Linked DNA regions of Oryctolagus cuniculus: region 2 is linked to region 1. Evidence: chromatin contacts called from public Micro-C data. All regions are on one chromosome and are shown on one strand. Each heading gives the region's core, a stretch centred on a gene start, on an enhancer-like site or on the middle of the called end of the contact. The rest is flanking DNA. Distances are from core to core; before and after follow the strand shown.

The links. A called contact is a pair of places that touch in the nucleus more often than the background predicts.
Region 2: a Micro-C map of ear pinna shows a contact between it and region 1, with 8 times the contacts expected there. The contact joins two enhancer-like sites. A contact is called at or near these places in 2 of 6 Hi-C or Micro-C datasets (ear pinna and an unstated tissue).

The regions. Positions count from the first base shown.
Region 1 is chr2:174,493,026-174,497,875 of mOryCun1.1, reverse strand. No RefSeq gene overlaps it. Among named protein-coding and RNA genes, the nearest start is that of PLB1, 46 kb to the right of the region's middle. Within about 2 kb of position 1,730, at least 2 of the 8 cell types and tissues checked have an H3K27ac peak or open chromatin away from gene starts, as enhancers often do. A contact at or near this core is called in ear pinna, where this site is marked.
Region 2 is chr2:175,284,775-175,289,868 of mOryCun1.1, reverse strand. No RefSeq gene overlaps it. Among named protein-coding and RNA genes, the nearest start is that of SUPT7L, 58 kb to the left of the region's middle. Within about 2 kb of position 2,983, at least 4 of the 8 cell types and tissues checked have an H3K27ac peak or open chromatin away from gene starts, as enhancers often do. A contact at or near this core is called in ear pinna, where this site is marked.

The DNA of each region.
Region 1 (4,850 bases), core at 481-2,980:
CTGGATCCCCATGTCTCTTCTTACATCAGTAGCGTGTTGCCATGGTTCGATAGCTTTGCAGCAAGTCCCAAATCCTCCAACAGGTCACGTACCTTTGAACCCAACTCTGTTTCTACCATGTTCACTCTGTCCTTTCCTCCCCTCAGGCAGTGGGATGCAGGGCAGCACAGAATGGGGGCCTTCCTGGCTTTGGTTCTGAAAGCCCAAGTGCTTAGGGGAGCAGAAATGCGAAGTTTGGGGGACAACGTGGTAGAGAGCAGCTGCCCCTCCCGCCTCTGGCCAACAATCCTTCTACGACCAGAGAAAAGTCCCCTACCTGAGCAGCAAGAGAGGATCTGGGAGAAATCGGGGAGCAGCTGTACCCCGCTTTATGTTGGGTTGGGGGTCTCGGGAAGCAGCGGTTCCCCAGGGAGGGGCTGGAGCAGGCTGGCAGAGCTCCGCTGTCTGTGGAGGGCCCCCGCGTGGCCCTGACAGGACCATGGACAGGACAGTGGCCATCCCAACAGAAGTCTACCCGATGCCCAGGCTCTCTGCGAACCTTCTAGAAAATTGTGCTAACACCAGAAAAGACAGGGGCTCCTGAGTGGCCCCTTTAACTTCCCACCAGCTGGGCAGCGAGGCGTGACAACCGAGCTACGGCACTGGAAAGAAAGTCATTTCTCTTGAACAGCTGGTTAGTTGCTGAGGTTTCTCCTCATTTTATATGGAACTTCTAAGGAACCATTTTTACGTGATTAAGCTAAGGCTCATGGTGAGCATTAGCATGTGGTGCAGCACCCATGCCTTCTGACGGGAGGGGAGCAATCGGGACAGCCCCACGCGGGAGCAGGCTTGCCTGCCTCACACAGCGTCCAGCCCCGTGTGTGGGATAGCAAACGCTAGCCAACCGCTCGCTCGTCCTTACTCGTGTTCCTCTGTCCTGAAATACCTGAACGGAGTCCTTCCAGTCTGCACGCTGCCCTGTGCTGAGCAGCTGAGGTCTCAGGAGGAGAGCTCTGGGGGTGGGGGGTGAGCCCCGTTTCCCATAGCTGACGCCGGCTCAGGCTCGCTGCAGAGAACGTGGGGGTGGGGCTGCTCGTGTTCACGGTCCCGGGGTTATTTTCCATGCTGTGCCGTGTCCTGCCTACGCCCATGCCAGGTATGGGGAAGCTGAGGCTGCAGCCCTGTTTACCAAGTGCCAGGAAAGTCTCTTGTGCGTGTTGTTTTGCTTAGATTAGCATGTGCAGTCTGCACCGTAACTCCAAGAATGTAAAAGAGCGACGTTTCAAAATGCATTGCGATGACATATGCCTGGGCTGTGATCTCACAGCCACACGGAAAAGGGAAAACAGACCAAAAATGTTTGCCTGCCTGGCGCCATGGGATGTGAGAGCATTACCACCCCCCACTGTGCACACACTCTGTAGGGCGAGCCCCAGGATTGGGCCCTTCCACAGCAGCCAAGGCTGGGCTGGGCTGAGGCCAGGGGTGCCTGGGTCAGAGGAGCACGGTCACCCAGAGCTCAGTGAGCTCCCGTGTTCCCCCAGGCAGGTGCGGGGGCTGTGGCTCCTCCCTGGGAAAACCACCTTCCCCCCTGGGGGGGGGGTGCGGGAGCTGGGAGGAAGAGGTCAGAACTTGCAATCCATTTTGAAAACAAAGCCTCGCTCCCCACTGGGTCCTGTGGCCCCGACTCCTGGTGCAGGCCCACGTGGCCTTGCTCCAAGGAGCCCTGAACCCGGTCACCCTCGGCAGTCAGGCTGTGACGCGCACGGGCCTCTTACTCACCCCGAAGTCATCAGTCGCGTTTCCAGGAGTGACTAATTCAGGGAGGGCGGGGGAGGGGAGGGGATTCCAGTTGGGGGCTGGGGGGGTGGGGTGGGTAGGAGAGTGTGTGTGTGTGTGTGTGTGAGTGTGTGTGTGAGTGTGTGTATGAATGTGATGCTGGCAGTTAAGGACATTGCAAGCCAGAGCAACAAGGAGCCCTCCTGTCACTCACCCACAGGTGGTTGGGAAATTGGGCTGGCTCTGAGGAGGGAGGCCCACGGGGCACCTTTGTGACTTGTAATGAAGCAAACCACACATTTATCTCCCACCTTATTCTGGCTGACCCCGCCAGGGAGCAGGTCAGAGGTGCTGTCTCAGCTTTGTAGCCTGGCTGGCTGGTGCCCTGGTGCCCCCTCACTAGGAAACAGTGCACCTGCAGCTCTGGGCCGTGAGCGCCCCTGGAAGCACAGCGCTGCTGGCCCTTGGTCTCCTTTTCTCCCCTAGATGAGGTTCCACAGCTGCGCGCAGCCCAGGCCCTGCAATTATCCACAGCACACCTTCCCAGGGTCTCAGTGGCGGGGACCCTGGCTCAGGGGCAGTGCTGGGTCATTGTCCCTTCCTCCTGCCCAGGAGCTCTGGCTGCCGTCAGGCCAGACCCTTTGACAAGGCAGTGGGAGGTGAGGTGGCAAAGCCAGGAGGGCTGAGAGCAGAGAGGGGAGGCAGTGAGAGGCTGTGGGGGACCGAGAGCAGGGACCAGCCATCCTGCCGGCCCAAGCCCAGTGGGTCAGGCATTGCAGCAGTGGATTGGCCGAGGGCCCTGGCATCTTAACTGGGCGCCTTCCTTTGTCTCCCAGCCCCCTCCTCACCAGAAACCCACTGAGAGCACCCTTAGTGCCCTGGACAAGGAAGCCCCAGAGGGAGCAGAGCTGGGAGAGGCACGCCCATCTCAGGAAATATCTCTGGGCCTAGCAAGGTGGTGCACTGGACACGAGTTTCCTTTTTCTTTTCTTTTTAAAATTTTAATTCTTGCATTTTTACTGGTTAAGCCATTTTAATTTTTTTTTATTTTTTATAGGCAGAGTGGACAGTGAGAGAGAGAGAGATAGAGAGAAAGGTCTTCCTTTTGCTGTTGGTTCACCCTCTAATGGCCGGCTGCGGCTGGCGCATTGCACTGATCTGAAGCCAGGAGCCAGGTGCTTCTCCTGGTCTCCAATGGGGTGCAGGGCCCAAGCACTTGGGCCATCCTCCACTGCACTCCCTGGCCACAGCAGAGAGCTGGCCTGGAAGAGGGGGAACCGGGACAGAATCCGGCGCCCCAACCGGGACTAGAACCCCGTGTGCCAGCGCTGCAAGGCGGAGGATTAGCCTATTGAGCCATGGTGCTGGTCTGGTTAAACCATTTTAAATTATTTTATTTTCAAGTTTTTATTTGAATGGCAGGAAGAGGGAGAGGACACAGAGAGACCTTCCACCTGCTGGCACATCCCACAAAGGGCCATGACAGCCAGGAGCCCTGAACTCCATCTGGGTCTCCCACATGGGTGGCAGGGGCCCAAGCACTTGAGGGTCACCTGCTGCCTCCCAGGTGCCTCAGCTGGAAACTGGCTCAGGAGCAGAGGTGCTGGGACCGGAACCTGGCCCTGCGTTACGGGATGCCGGCGTCGAGAGCAGCCACTTCACCGCCGTACCACGTGTCTGCCCCGGAGCGCGTCTGTGGTCTTCACAGGACTTCCCTGTGAGGCAGATGTGGTTGGTGTGTAGGATGGTGAGGCTCCAGGGGCTGTGTGGCTTGGGCTGCTTCCCCAGGCTGGCGAGGGCAGGGAGCGGAGTGCGAATCCAGACCGAGATGTGTGGCGGTCAGCTTCATGGATCCACCCTGCCTTGGAGAGTCTCCCACAGCCCAGGAGAAGCTCCCTAGACCATCTCATCCCAGGCGCTGGCCTAGGTGGTGACCAGCAACAAAGCAGGGCAGAGACAATGACTTCTGAGACCAGAGGCCGTGTGCGATGGGCTGAACGGTGCCCCCTGTAGCCCCTCCCCCCAGTTCGCACGTTGAGGCCCCAAGCCGCAGTAGTTAAGAATGTGACTGCATTTGGAGACAGGGTGGCTCAAGAGGTGACTAAGTTAACTGGAGGTTGCTGGGGTGGGTTCTGAAGCAACGGGACTGGCATCCTTGCAAAAGGGAGCAATCTGGACACAGACCTGCGGTGGGGGTGGGGCGTGTGCAGGTGTAGGGAGATGGTGGCCATTCTGCTGACACCTCTCAGACTTCCAGCCTCCAGAACTATCAGCAAATAAATTGCTGTGTCGAAGCCACCCTGTGCACAGAACCGTGTGATGCCAGCCCTAGGCAATTGCTACAGGTCCCCTGTAAGAATCGCTCCGAGCCGAATCCAAATCGTTGGCTGGCTGAGGAAAAGACGTGCCTGGGAAGGGCTCTCAGATAGGCAGAGAAGATTTGAATTTTGATTTTTGCAACCAGCCTCCTCCCTCTTGTTGAAACTTCCTGTTTCTGCGGAACACAGATTTTTACTGATCCCAGAGGGCATCCAGTAAACCCAGCAGCGATTACCAAATCATTCTGGTTTTGATGAGCTCAGCGGGTGTGAATCAGAAGCAAGCAGACTCGCGTTTCCCTTGAAATAGACCCAAGGTTAGACGTGAGAGGGAGAAGCCAAAATACGTCGGGGAATTTATCACTAGAAAAGACGTGCGGGCCATGTGGGCCCCCGAGGCCAGGTGGAAGTGGTCTCTCCTCTGTCCGTGTGCGCGGGGCGGGGGGGGGGGGTGCGGGGAGGGCCTGGGTGATGGTCACACTCTTGTCCATGCAGGAGTAACCTCTTGACATCAGTGCCCGTCCTCCTGATTCTCACTTGGAGCTCTTGTTTGAAAAAGAGAATTCTGGGGTGAGGGTCCTTCGCAGAGCCCTCGCCATCCTGGGCTGCTCTGATCAGCAGGAGCTGTCCTAGTAGGTGCCCAGTAGCTTTTTTGGAGACATGGAAGTTTGGGAGAGGTAAAGAGTGTGGGGATCCCACGGTGGGCCCCCCACCCCAAGCCCCTGACTTGAGAGCTGTGATAGGATCAGACGGGGCATGGGTGAGAGGGTG
Region 2 (5,094 bases), core at 1,734-4,233, 790 kb before region 1:
GTCATGGCTTGAGTCCTTAGGTCTCTGCCACCTACATAGGAGACTTGGACTGAGCTCTCAGCTCCCTGCTTCAGCCGGGTGGGGTTCTAACCTGTTTGGGCATTTGGGGAGCAAGCAGCTGATGGTGGTTCATTCTCTGTATGTCTCTCTCTTTCCTTCCCTCTTTCCCTCCCTCCCTCCCCCTGCCTTTCCAAAAAGAATAAGAAAGTCTGAATTCCTGTCCTACTTGGGGCAAAACCAAGCAGGAACTACCCCTTCCCGTCAAGAAGCTCTGGGTTGCAGCAGCTGGCTTTAATTTGGGTTTTAAGTCCTCTGTTGGCCCTGGAAAATCCTGATCTTGAGGGTTGGCTCTGGTTGCCTCAGGTCTGCCTTTGTCACGCACATCCCTTCGGAAGTCAGCGCAGCCATAGCAGGAAGTGGCCGCGAGAGGGCAGTAAAGACCTGTGGATCTACAGTCAGCGTGCACAAGAGGTTGAACACTGGAAGATCAATGTTTCAGAGCAGAAAAAAGGCAGGGCAGCTCGCTAGTCAGCTCTGCTGCATCTTCCCAGCCTAACACTTGGAAGCAACAAGTTCGCCAGGGACAACGGTGAGGCCCAAATGCTGCTCCCCAGGTCTCTTCCCAGACTGTTGTTTCTGATGCTTGGCTTCACCTTGAAAATGTCGTTCTCCATTTAAAATGTAAATCGTCTATGGAGGAATTCGACCATTGCATAGGTACTGCATGCACACCGTGTTACAGCTTTGCAGTTTGCAGAAAATTTTCACATCTTTTTTTTTTTTTTTTTTTTTTTTACATCTGAATCTCCTGTCTGTAAAAGGTAGAAAGGAGATACTGTCTTCATCTCTGTTTAAGGAAACAGACTGGAAGCATGAAGTGACTTGCTTAAAAGCATACTGAGTTTGTGGTGCAACCAGGTGTCGAGCTGAGTTTCTGATTCCTTCTAGTTTTCAGTTGTTTGTGTTTAAAAAAGCAAGGACTTCATCTGATTCACTTTTTTACCCTTGAGTGGTACCCTTTAATATTTAGGGCTATGACTGATTGTGTTATAGATAAAGTCTGTCCCTTGGGAGTTGGATTCCGCGATCTCTTATCCTCCGTGATCCAATCATTCTGTGATTTTTAAGGCACAGCCCTAACAAAGAAAGTAGTGGCCCTGAGTGGTCCTGCCGGCTTAGCCTTTGAACAAGGGCAGCCGCTTGGCTGCCAGCTCACAATCCGTGCTCAGTAATATAGGGAAGGTCTAAAATGTTTTTCTTTCTTTCTTTCTTTTTTTTTTTTTTTAATTTTTTTGAGAGGGAGATTGGAAAAGAGCCCCAATTTCTGCAATGACTGGGAAAGGACTAGGTCAAAGCCAGGAGCCAGGAGCTGAATCCAGGTCTCCCACATTGAAGTGGGGGAAGTGGGGTTTAATTTTTATTCCAGGATCTTGCTTTGAATAATGCTGGCATATATAAAATACATTTTATTCAGAAGGTGAGAATTGAACACACGTGCTCTTGAGCATACATGGGCAGTGGGCCAGAAGAGAGAAGGAGGAGGAGGCGAAATAGACGGCACCTCAGGACCTGCTCCTGCCTTGTGGGAGGTGAAAGGGGTGCCTTTCCCTGTTTCAGCCTCTTGTGTGGCTCAGGAGGGGAGTGGCTACTCACATGGTGCCACCCCGCCCCCAACCCCCTCCCAAATGAGGAGATCCACCCCGGGAAGGGGGTGGTTTGAGAGACAAGAGGATAGAAGCACATGGAGTCGGGAGGCAGGTCCTAACCTAGCTACCTGCCTTATCCCATCAGGGCTGCCTCCCAGGGTTTGCACTAGCAGGAAGCTGGAATTGGGAGCAGAGCTGAGCCTCAGACCTAGGTATTGTGATGCGGGATGGAGGTGTCTTGACCATAGACCAAATGCCTGCCTCTGACTTTTCTGAAGTGTGCACAGTATCCTTCGTGTTGTGAGACCGGCCTTCAGAGGATGAGGATGAAGGTGCTTAATTTTAGTAGCTGCACATGAATGCATACGAGCATACATGTAATGTATGTTAATGTATTATGTGTATACACATATGCACTATTGCTTAGAATGGGTCCAATTTTTGAAGTGAGTTTATTTAAGAAAAACATTCAGCAAATAATAGGCCAGTAGTATGCAACAAAGCAAAAAGCATGAAACAGGTGTAGCAATAACAAGTTTAAGGAACTGTGGTGAGGTGGGAAGATCTACCAAAGCTAATTAGTCACAAAACTAATTTCAAGTGTGTCACATTTAAGTCATGTAACTGATTAGGCTGCTGGCCTTAAATGAGGCTGTTTCCTCATCAGTGAAGTTGGAAAGGAATGTCTGCCCTCCTTAGCTCAATCAGAATATGTGAGAGCTTGTTGAAGCCTGGAAGGCACTGTGCCCACCTCTGCTGGTGCTGGTATCCCATTCCCTCTGCCCGGGACCTCCTCTTTACTGCCTTAGGGAATGCCTGTATATCCCAGTTGCCCAAGGACTGAGTCCAGTTCATCTTGCTGTCCACACCTGGGTTTGCCCAGAGGAGGGCTGGAGAATCCCTGGGATCAGTCTGGGAACAAGTCCCAACTCATGTCACTGTTTGCTTTGTCATCCTGATCCAATGACCTCATACGAGGAAGGGAGGGAGCAGGAGGAGTTGCTCTCGTCCAGATACCTAAGGAGGCTTCTGACGTCTACTGTTTTCCTTGGCTTGAGCAGGGCAGGCAGTAGGCTGTGATTTTTAAGGTCTGAGCTCATCTTGGAGTTGGAGAACAGCACCTCCCACAGCTGAGCAGACTGCTCCTTGGGGAGCTGCCTTGAACAAAGGGGTGGAGGGGGCTGGACTGGGCATCAGAACCCAGCGCTGCTTCCTGGAGGGGCTCCGGAACACAGGCCCTACCCCCGAGTCTCACCAGTCCCAGTGCTGCTGCCTGTGTGAACGCTAAGAAAGGGGGTGTTGCTTAGACGGGAGAAAGAGCCTAAGGCTAGGACAGCTCCTAAACTGGTCCTTCCCTGGTCCCCAGGGCTCAGCCAGCTGGGAGTGACAGAGCCTCCAGGGACCCCAGGTCCAAATTGTTTAACTCCAGGATTCCTTTTGTCATCCTTATCCCACCCCTGCCACCACCCTGGACTTAATTAAGGCTTAACTAAATTATCTTGTTGGCCAAAACAAATTGAATTTATTCATTATTCATTTCCAAGTTTTCGGTAATCAGATTTCCATGGCTGCAATAAGTGCTTACGATCAACACAAGATAAAAAACTAACATTGCTACACTGCCTTAGTATCCAGTCAGAACAAAAGCAAAGAAATTCAACATTTTAGCTACCCTGCTATATCCTGGTTAGGCTTTCCAAAATGTAAAAAGTAGCTGGCAGAATGCCTGGGGAGTCAGTTCAAGGTGTTAGAGGTGGTGACGGAACAGCAGGGTTTTAAAGGATAAGTTTGTGCAAAAGGGGAATTAAAGTATTTTGGTGCAAAAGTTTGAGATCTATTTGTAGTTTCTACATAATATGTATTTTCCTTGAACTTCCTGAAGTCCTTTCAAGTGAGTTCACAGGCAGTGAGCGGTACACTGTAGGCAGAGGACCAGAAGGAGCCAGGTGCTAGTCCTGACACCTCCATCCCAAGGCTGTGGATCAGGCTGTGGCTTGAAGCCACTGGCTGGGAGCCAGGGTATGGAATGTAGCTTATGAAGGCGGGGATGAGAATTGGAACTCTGTGGCTGAGTATCCCAGGCTTTTCACATTACAGTCCCAGAGGAATGGAGGCAGAAAATCCCACTGGAGTCCCTTTGGTTCCCAAGAGCAGGAGGGGAAAAGAACTCAGCAAAGGATAAGCCAGAGCCCTGCCGCAGAGCTGGCCTGAGACATGTCTCCCACCCTGGCTGCCCCACCCCTTAGCTGCAAGAGCAAAGCATTTATTTTCTATGATTTTTAAAAATTGGCTCATCTCGTAAATGTTCCAGAGTCAGAACAGGCTGTGCCATGGCTGAAACAAACCTGCTGAACAAATAAACAAGGCAGGCTGCAGGGGCAGGGAGAGCGCGGGCACGCGGCCCCAGCCAGTCCACGGCTGCCGCAGTCTCCCCCGAATCTTCCTAACAGGGAGGGGTGGGATTTTGGGGTCCCTTCCAGCTCTGTGATCTAAGAAGTTCACACAGAGGGGAAGACGTCGGGGTCGCCTGCGTGGAAGCCTGCTTTTCCACTGCATAGTGATGCTAAGAGCCGGGAGGGGCAGCAGACATCGCAGGCAGACCCTGAAGCCAGAGCTCAGCCATTTGCTTGCTCATCAGACGCTGAGTGTCGATCTGCCCCTTTCCTGAAGGAGCATTCAGGTGGTCTAGCAGAGAAGAGAATGTCACAGTTCCTTGCATTCTCCAAGCTCTTGCCTACCCCAGGGCCTTTGTTCCTGCTCTTCTTACCACCCAGATTGCCAATCCCCTTCCTCTTTGTTCTTTAGGCTCAGTGTAAATGTCATTTCCCTAGGAAGGATTTCCATAGGGTCCTCCAGACCTCGCATGTCTCCCACCACACTGCATCACCCTCACAGAATTTACAGCCGCTTGGAATGGCGTTTCTGCCAGGGTCGTTAGTCGTGCCTTCCCCATCTTTCTGACCAGAGTATAAATTCAATGGGAGTACGAATTCTTTTGTACTTACCACTTCTGGGGCATTTGCAGCATATATTTGGTTTTGGCCCATGCCAGATTTTTTACTAATGTACTTAATCCTCTCGACGGCCCTAGAGAGGCAAGATGTTACGTGTGCATTTAGAGCGAGGAGACAGGCAACGAGGGCTGGAAGTATCTTTTCAGGGCTCTTTCCAGCGTCACCCACTGTAGGGGCGGATGACAGGAGGCTCTGAGCATGGCATCCGGCTTTATTTTTTCTTTTTTTACTTTTTATTTTGAAATACTTTTAATTTGCCAAAAAGCTGCAAGACTCTTTGCAAGTGCAAAGAACTCCTATGTACTCTTCTCTCAGGCTCAGCAAATGTTAACATCGTCTACGTTGGTTTTAATGTTCTCCCTTCTTGTGTGCACGCTCATATGTGTTCTCTTTCCTTGAGTCATTTGAGAGGAAGCCACGGGCACTGCACCTCT